3 separate regions of the Mus musculus genome follow, and regions 1 and 2 are each linked to region 3. A link is a contact called in public Hi-C and HiChIP or PLAC-seq data. All regions are on one chromosome and are shown on one strand. The core of a region is the stretch at or near the end of the contact, and the rest is flanking DNA. Distances in the headings are between cores, read along the strand shown. Region 1 overlaps Flt3 (FMS-like tyrosine kinase 3). Region 2 overlaps Flt3 (FMS-like tyrosine kinase 3). Region 3 has its middle 12 kb from the start of Gm34700.

Region 1 (2,805 bases), core at 261-2,760, 700 kb before region 3:
CTGGTGTTGTGCGAAACAACGTTGTGGTTTATTAAGAAAAGACTTTATTAGAGGCTCCAGCGTGAGTCAAGCGGGTTGGAGGTATGAACAGTGTAGGAGGAACCGTGAGCTTCTCAAGAGAGAACTACTTTAGCCTAGACTTTGATTTTAGACTAACGTCATCCTCCTGGAAGCACCCTTCCCAGGGCCACTCTTTTCCTTTCAAAGCAGATAAATTTGGGAGCCTCCCCGCCATTTTTTGATTCCAACGCTCCCTCAGGTCCCCACCTGGCTTTGCCACAATGATCTGGGAATTTCCACTTTGGAACGGATTCTTGGGAAAGAACCCTCACACTGATGACGTCAAGTTACGCATGAGTACTGAGTCACGCTGCTACAGCAATGTCGCCTTTTAAAATGTCTGCTTCCCAGAGTTTATTAGAAGCAAGCAGACAACTGACATCACCGTCCACACGCAGAGCATATCCATCGCACCCCCAATTTTCTTGTGGTCATTGTAAACCCCCGGTTCTCTACACACAACCCCTGGCAGTCAATCATCTCTTTGCTGTTGCTATTTTCCCCCTCTTTTCAAAGATTGTGTGTGGAACTGTATAATATGCGGTCTTTTGACTCGGTTTACAAACAAAGAATAATGTCTTTGGGCCTGTTGATGTTTTGATCTGGCTGTCCTAGAACTCATGAGATCCACCTCCCCCTGCCTCCTGCATGCTAGGATTAAAGCTGTGCCCCACCATGTCTGGACTCTCAGAAAAATCTCTGCAATTACCTCATGCTATTATATATCAGTATTTTCCCTTTCTATTGCTGAATAGTATTCTAATGTGTGGCTATGTCGTAGTTTATTTATCTATTAAGTTGCCTTTTGAACTTCCGTTTTCTCCTGGTTTCTGCCAATTATGAGTGGTTTTGTAAAAATTCAAGTACAGGCGCATAGTGTTAATTTCTCCTGGGTAAATACATAAGCATGGTATTGTATAGATGGGTTTTAGGCTACATAAATGCGTAACCATCTTCATCTGCCCCAAGGGCATATAGGGATTGCAGTTGCTCAACACTATTGTCTGCACGGGCTGCAGTCAGGATTTCTGGGTTTGTCCCTGGTTCCCCTCTCAGCCTGGGTCGGAGTCTTAATATTTTGCTGCCAGCTTCCCTCCCGGCCTCCCAGTTCTAATTCACAGCATGTTGTGGTTTTGACTTGTGTTTCCCTATGTGGCTGATGATGTGATGCAATTCCCACACACTTACTCATTTCCTTGCTTTGTGACTTTCTTATTGTTGCGTTTGAGGAGTTCTTTGTATATTATGGATACAAATGATGTTGTGTTGCATAACAGTTTCCCCTGAAGTTGAAACATTTCATCCTAAGCAGGGAGATAAAAATAACTTCAAAACAGCTTCAAGAAGCCCCTAAAACTGAAGGGATTCACTAGGTCCCTACCAGAGTAAGCAATAGAAGCTGCAGAGACGACTCTTGAGATGATCATGACCAACTAGCTGCCCGGGAGAAACAGAAACTAGCAGCGCTGCCTGCAAGAGGCTTAGCCCAATGGAGTCACTTGGAAAGGATGCTCTCCAACCTGCTGAGCTGCCTGCAGGCTGTGCACTGGGCTCCGGGTTCCCAGCTGTGTGAGCTCATGCTGGGATGGGCTTTGGTGATGCATCATTCTTTGAGTCATTTCTGCTCTTGTAAGTGACCCCTCACCCATATTTTTGTAACACCAATAAAACTCACTGGTTCAAGCCAGCTGGACTTTGGTGGCATCTGGATCTTGCTCTCTCGTGGGCTCTCCATCTGGGCTGAGGAGATGTGCTTATCACATCCCTCCAGGAATGCCTCTTATCATACAGGAGGAGTGATCAGAAAATACCGTTGTTCTGAGAATTTGGATCGGTTGCATCCATTTGAAGGCCACGCCTCTGTAATGCTGGGGCTGGGGATGTAGGGATAGGTTGATCCCAGTGGCTTGCTGGCCCTCTTGGTGAAACAGAAACTCAGGTTCCGTGAAAGAACCTGTCTCAGAAAATTAGGTTGTGAGTGATGGAGACTGTAGTGATTTGAATAGGAGTGGTCCCCATAGACTCATGGGTTTGAATGCTTGGCCCACAAAGAGTGGCACTGCTAGGAGGTGTGACCCTGTTGGAGGAAGTGTGTCACTATGGAGGTGGGCTTTGAGGTCTACGCTCAAGCTAGGTCTAGTGTGTCAGTTCTTCTTCTGCCTCAGGTCAAGTTGTAGAACCCTCAGCTCCTTCTCCAGCCAATATATCTGACTGCGTGCGCACTGTCGTGTTTTCTACCATGATGAAATCAGACTAAAGCTCTGAAGCTGTAAGCCAGCCTCAAATAAATGTTGTCTTTTATAAGACTTGCCTTCGTCATGGTGTCTGCTCACAGCACCTCAACAGTAACTATAACAGAGTAACACACACATGTCAATGTCTGGCCTCTGTATGCACACACACACACACACACACACACAAACACTCACACACACACACACTCAAGTAAAAAGTCAGTTATTCCCAAAGAAGCCAGAAAAAAGAAGACAAGGGAATTAAAAGCAAACAAAGTACATAGAAATCAAAGGACAGAATGATAGATTTAATCACACCAATAATCTCATAAACTTAACACCAATATCACAGCAAAAAGGTAATTTTGCTGTGTGACAATTTTATTTTCAAGTTCTTTATAATAAAGTTTTAATTAAAACATAAAAATGAAAATCAGTATTTAAAAGGACAAAGTTAATTTCATTAAAAGAGAAAAGTTCAACCTTTGTGCCACATAAATGAAGTTTCCTA
Region 2 (2,700 bases), core at 117-2,616, 640 kb before region 3:
TTCTTTTTGAGCCAAGGTTCCCCTGTGTAGCCCTGGCTGTCCTGGAATTGACTCTGTAAACCAGGCTGGCCTCAAACTCAGAGATCCAGCTGTCTCTGCCTCCTGAGAGCTGTTATTAAAAATGGGCACCGCTGGGCTGGTGAGATGGCTCAGTGGTTAAGAGCGCAGACTGCTCTTCTGAAAGCCCCTAGTTCAAATCCCAGCAACTACATGGTGGCTCACAACCAAACGTAATGAAAACTGATGCCCTCTTCTGGAGTATCTGAGGACAGCTACAGTGTACTTACATATAATAAATAAATACATTTTAAAAAATGTGCACTGCCACCACACCTGGTTAAAACACACTTTCCTACGACATTGCTGAGATCTTATTTATTTATATTTATTTATTCATCTATCTATCTATCTATCTATCTATCTATCTATCTATCTATCTATCTATCTATCTATCTATCTATCTAATGTATGTGAGTATACTGTCACTATCTTCAGAGATACCAAAAAAGGGCATTGGATCCCACTACAGATGGTTGTGAACCACCATGTGGTTGCTGGGAATTGAACTCAGGACCTCTGGAAGAGCAGTCTTAACCACTTAACCGCTGAGCCATCTCTCCGGCCCTTGTTTGCTGTTTAAAAGCAGAGACATCTTGGTACAGTGGCATCCACCTTTAATTCCCACAGCGAGGAAGCAGAGAGGCAGTCAGATCTCTGTGATTTGAGGCCAGCCTGGTCGACAGCCAAAGCTGTGTAGTGAGATCCTGTCTTGAAAAAAACAATCGCCAATCAATCAATAAATTGGGGGGGGGGGCAGGAAGGGCAAGGAGACACTTGCCTATAATCCCAGTACTCCAGAGGTATGAGGCTGTAGGATAATCTGTGCTAATAGCAAGACAAGAAAGGAAGGAAGGAAAGAAGGAAGGAAGGGAGGGAGGGAGGGAGGGAGGGAGGGAGAGAGAGAGAGAGAGAGAGAGAAAGCAAGCAAGCTTCAGGTAGCTTGCGCCCTCTTGGGCAGCCTCCAAGGCTTCATTCTTCTGCTTGTGGTACCTGAGGATTTGACTTCACCTCACTCTCTGGTGTGGTACCAATTCTAGTCCGTGCTTCCCACAAAGCCAGCAGCGCACAGTGCACAGCCCCCACCCCCCACCCCCACCCCCATGCTGCCCTGGGTGTGAACTGTGGGTGGAGCCCTGCCAAGTTCATTCACACCCCCTCAGCTCTGCTCTGATTTGCTCTCTCACAGATACTTTGTAATGCAATCCTGCTGGGCTTTTGACTCAAGGAAGCGGCCATCCTTCCCCAACCTGACTTCATTTTTAGGATGTCAGCTGGCAGAGGCAGAAGAAGCGGTATGTGGAGGCTTGGCTTAATCATAACGGTCCCCAGGGAGATGTGTGGGTGTCACACCGGCACTAATGGCCTCATATCTGGTTTAGGCCGATCATCTTTCTCACCTCACTTTGCCTAGATTACTCTTCCACAGTCCTGTGCAGAAGGCGTACTATCTGGTGTGGGCTTGGGGGCGGGGCTTTCCTGTGATTTCATCCAAGTGATTAATAGGTTAAAAGCTCTTAAGGGTCCAGTGCAAAGGGCTAGACAACTAAATAAACCTTAACTCCTCCAGGAGCCACTGGCCTTTTCTAAGTCAACATGGTGTGAGGGTGGGTATGGATGGGAAGGGCTTTAGCCCAAAGCCCTGAGGACCCATTCAGTCTCTGCTGCTCATTCCCCACTGATCTGAACGATGGCAAGTTTCTTCTTTGGCCTCGGTGTTCCCATCTGTAAAATGGGTTGCAAAGGTAACTGATCCTCAAGCAGCAGGATCTTGGTATTAGCCCCTCCTTCTTAGCACTCTTAGCACAGGAGAGGTCTGCTCCAGATAAGGGTGGAGCCTTGAACACTCAGAGCCCAGGTTCAGATCCTGCCTCCGTCACTAGTGTCTCACATAGTGACTCACATAATGTCTCACATTAGTGACTTTAATGTCACTAATGTCTCACGTAGCATTTGCAACTTTAGACTTTAATGTGGACATCTTGTGGGATGATAGTTCTGTAAAGGACAAATCACCTGCCATCTGCCCTTTTCCTACTTTTTATTAAAAATGAGTGGCGGGCTGGTGAGATGGCTCAGTGGGTAAGAACACCCAACTGCTCTTCCGAAGGTCCGGAGTTCAAATCCCAGCAACCACATGGTGGCTCACAACCATCCGTAACGAGATCTGACTCCCTCTTCTGGAGTGTCTGAAGACAGCTACAGTGTACTTACATATAATTAATAAATAAATAAACAAATAAATAAATAAAAATAAATAAATAAATAGATTTAGTCTTAAAAAAAATGAGTGGCTGCTGTTTCAGAATAAAACAAAACCCATGGAGGGGACTGGACAGATGGCTCAGTAGTTAGACCACTGGCTGCTCTTGCAGAGGATCAGGGTTCACTTCCCAGTAAACAGGGTAGCTCACAGTCACCTATACCTCCTATTCCAGGAGCTCCAGCGCCCTCTTCTGGCCACTGCAGGCACTGCATTCAAATACTGACAGGTGCACACTTGCGCACATAAAGTAAATAAAACTTCAAAACAAGCCTGGAAACTACCCAAATTCATAGTTTTATATTTTTAAGATTATTTTACTTTTCAATTACATGTAGTAGTGTATACAGGGACCCTCAGAAATCAGAAGAGGGTGTTGA
Region 3 (3,010 bases), core at 186-2,685:
CATCCGTCCCCAACACAAATTCCTTTTTGCAAGTTCCCTATTGTTTCTGGGTTCAGCCCAACACCAAACATCAGACCAGGAAACCCAAAGCAAGATTCCCTATGTGACAGGTGCATATCAAACTGGGCTACATCCTAAGACCTTCCCACCTCACAAAAGGCTCCACAGAGGCCCCTGCTGTCTTTGTAAAGTGAAAACATCACAGGCATTTCTAGATATCTGCAGGATATTGGCTCCAGTATCACCCAGCTATCAAACCAGATATCAAAACCCAAGGATGTCCCTTCTTCTAACCTGCATTTTAAATTTTTAATTTTACGTGTATGAGTGTTTTGCCTGTATATATGTCAGTATACCATGTGCGTGTCTGGTGCCTGCCTGCAGAGACCAGAAGAGGGCACTTGATCCTCTGGAAGTGGAGTTATTGACAATTGTGAGCTACCAGGTAGGTGCTGGAATTCGAACTGGGGTCTGCCGGGAGAGCCGCCAGCCTGTGCTTACTCACCGAACCATCTCTCCAGCCTCACCCAGAACCTGCGTTTTTGACATGCTGGCCAAAGCTATACACAACCTATATTCCCCAGGGAAATAAACTAATGGAAGGAGTGGACTTCAACCATAGGTACCAGGATGCTGAGAGAAGCCAGATGCAATAGAACATTCAGGAAACGGAGACCTTTGATGGTGGCCAGGATGAGGGTCACTCTGACTTGGGGTACCTGGGGTTAGTCCCAACTAACTGGCCAAGCTCTGTTTTGAATTTGTTCAAGTTAGGTAGGCAGACTTGCTTCATGGGAATTTATCAAGTTGCAACCAAACATGCTTCTCTATATTTGTGTTACGTTCTAAGGTTTTCTAGAAGTCTCCCTTCGGCCACCAAGTTTACTTTGGATATTTGGGGATACTTCAGTCAGTTCCATTGGTAAGTGACCTGCTTTTTCTTTCTTCTTTCATTTATTTTGAGATAGAATCTCGTAGCTCTGGCTGTCCTGGAACTCTATGTCGACAGGCTGGCCTTGAACTCACAGAGTTTTGCCTTCCCTCTGCCTTTGGAGTGCTGGGATTAAAGGCGCGTGTACACCGGTTCTAGCCCTGCGTGTTTGTTTTCCATCTCACCCCAGAGCACCGCAGTTGCAGCGTGTTCCTCCCCGTCCTTGATTATTTGAAGCCACAGGGAGGATGTCAGAAAACAGAAGGTTCATCCCCAGGGTGCAGCAGCTGCTTTTGTGTTAAGGTGGCCGTCACAGCCATCCCACACGGGTGGAAAACTCGAAGCCTAGCCTACTGCACTCAGTAAGCGTGACCTCATGTCACTCTGGGTCAACCGGTGTGGGACTCCAGCTTCAGGCCCGCCTCTTTGCAAGCAGAGGGTGACATGGCCCCGTTGTCAGGTCAGGTGGAGGAGGAAGTGAGGAGCTGGGGGCATGAGGCTTGCCTGCCCTGAGAGTGGCACTCACCAAGTTATGCATTAACCAGGGATCAGCCCTGTGGCAGGCCGGGACTGCAATAGCAAACCGAAAGGAGATGTTTATAGCTGGCGAGTGGATGTCTAATAAATTACCTCTCCTGCCAAAAAAATGTGCCCTCTCCCCTTTGCATGTCACCTTGTCACAAAATTGAAATGTCAGGTGAGCAAATACCAGGGTCCGACAAGCAAAGAGACCCCCTCCTCCCGACAGGAGGGTCACAAAGCTTCCCTCTTCCTGACCTGAGAGTTTCATTATCACCCGGGAACAGATTGTGTGGATAATACGGGGCCCCGGGGGCTGAGGGAGCCAGGGAGGTCCAGGAGGCCAAGGGAGGATAGGGTGCCCAGGTGGTGTGAGCTAATGGGTAGCACCCTGGATGTGCGAAGCCTGCTCAGGAATTGAATATTCTGTGTTTCTTGTTCTAGGGCAGCAAAAAGCAACAGCGTGTGGGGGTAGGGGTGGGGGTGGGGTTGGGGGTGGGGGTGGGGGTGGGGTGAGTGGCTTTCGTCATGGGCCCCGATGCCACTCACATTGAGCAGCCCTCCTGAGGATATGAGTACCGTCACTTCCAAAATTCTGGGGAGTGAGACAGGGGAGGGAGAAATTGAGCCCCGCGGGAATGGCCCGCTGCCCGTTCATCCTGAGGCCCTATCTGTACCCATAAAGCGGAGGTGAGTTCTGACCCACGTTGGCGCATCTCCCTCCCATCCCTCCATCTCCCTTTCTCACCCTCCCCTGCCTCCTTTCGCATTTCTCTTCCTCGACTATCTATTAAGCACCAAGTGTGTGCGGTCTCTGCGGGAGCAGCATGGTATGCAGAAAGAACGCAGAGTGTGGATCTTGCTGCGTGCATTTACCACCGGTTGGGAGAGACCCAAGCATGCAGGGCCACCTCTGACCACAGGTGGCCAGTGACCTCTTGGGAAGTCCCTTTCTAGGCAGATACAAGCGGTGAGATCAGGGCTCGGGGAGCAGGTGGGTGCTCTCGCTTTGGGCAGGAGCAGCAGCTCATGGGCAGGGGCTGTGTGGAAAGGCCAGGCATCCCCTGGCCATGGACAAAGCCTGATGCCGTCTTCTCTTGGAGGCAGCTCGATTTGTCTAAAGGTGCCTGGGCTTTACAACCAAACTTGAAAAATAATCAATCACGAAGTACATATAAGGCAAGGCTTCCCATCTTAACTGTTAAATGCACGCTGTCAGCATTATTACATTCACACGGCTACAGAGCCGTCACCGGCGGCCCTGTCTAGAACGGTTTTCATTTTGCAGGATGGAGACTGCACTTCTTAAACAGTTGCTCCCCGTTCCCCACTCCTCTAGGTCCCGGAAGCCTCCATTCTACTTCCCGTCTGTCTCCAGACTGACTGCTCTAAGGATCTCACAGAAGCAGAATTCTCAAAGCTTTGTCCTTTGGTCATGGTCTTATTTAACTTTTATATGTGTGTCTTCCAGCTTCACTCTTGAGGTGACACAAGCCCTGGCTTCCTTCCTTTTTAAGGGAACGTGTCCCATCAAGCTTGGTTTGCTCATATGTAGTAGGT

The links. Hi-C and Micro-C count contacts between places; a contact is called where the count stands out from the background. HiChIP or PLAC-seq counts read pairs in DNA pulled down with a chosen protein or histone mark.
Region 1: a contact with region 3 is called in a Hi-C map of the G1E-ER4 cell line, with 2.2 times the contacts expected there. The contact joins two enhancer-like sites. A contact is called at or near these places in 1 of 39 promoter capture datasets (cranial neural crest), 2 of 484 Hi-C or Micro-C datasets (the G1E-ER4 cell line and the HPC-7 cell line), 1 of 115 datasets of contacts at active chromatin or transcription factors (large pre-B cells) and 1 of 9 other capture datasets (embryonic stem cells).
Region 2: a contact with region 3 is called in an H3K4me3 HiChIP or PLAC-seq map of the 230-238 cell line, with 8 times the contacts expected there. The contact joins two enhancer-like sites. A contact is called at or near these places in 3 of 15 datasets of contacts at CTCF or cohesin (the NIH/3T3 cell line and large pre-B cells), 60 of 484 Hi-C or Micro-C datasets (B cells, the Ba/F3 cell line, the C3H10T1/2 cell line and 37 more), 8 of 115 datasets of contacts at active chromatin or transcription factors (the 230-238 cell line, PVALB interneurons, bone marrow-derived dendritic cells and 5 more) and 4 of 9 other capture datasets (adipose tissue, embryonic stem cells, liver and 1 more).

What each region holds. Positions count from the first base shown.
Region 1 is chr5:147,387,611-147,390,415 of GRCm38.p6, reverse strand. All of the region lies in intron 1 of Flt3 (FMS-like tyrosine kinase 3), which reads left to right. Among named protein-coding and RNA genes, the nearest start is that of Gm26597, 11 kb to the left of the region's middle. Within about 2 kb of position 1,510, at least 44 of the 459 cell types and tissues checked have an H3K27ac peak or open chromatin away from gene starts, as enhancers often do. A contact at or near this core is called in the G1E-ER4 cell line, where this site is marked.
Region 2 is chr5:147,331,542-147,334,241 of GRCm38.p6, reverse strand. It overlaps Flt3 (FMS-like tyrosine kinase 3), which reads left to right. Exons shown (of 24, transcript NM_010229.2): 23 at 1,247-1,352. Among named protein-coding and RNA genes, the nearest start is that of Urad, 10 kb to the right of the region's middle. Within about 2 kb of position 1,366, at least 7 of the 459 cell types and tissues checked have an H3K27ac peak or open chromatin away from gene starts, as enhancers often do. A contact at or near this core is called in the 230-238 cell line and pre-B cells, where this site is marked.
Region 3 is chr5:146,686,501-146,689,510 of GRCm38.p6, reverse strand. No RefSeq gene overlaps it. Among named protein-coding and RNA genes, the nearest start is that of Gm34700, 12 kb to the left of the region's middle. Within about 2 kb of position 1,435, at least 55 of the 459 cell types and tissues checked have an H3K27ac peak or open chromatin away from gene starts, as enhancers often do. A contact at or near this core is called in the 230-238 cell line, the G1E-ER4 cell line and pre-B cells, where this site is marked.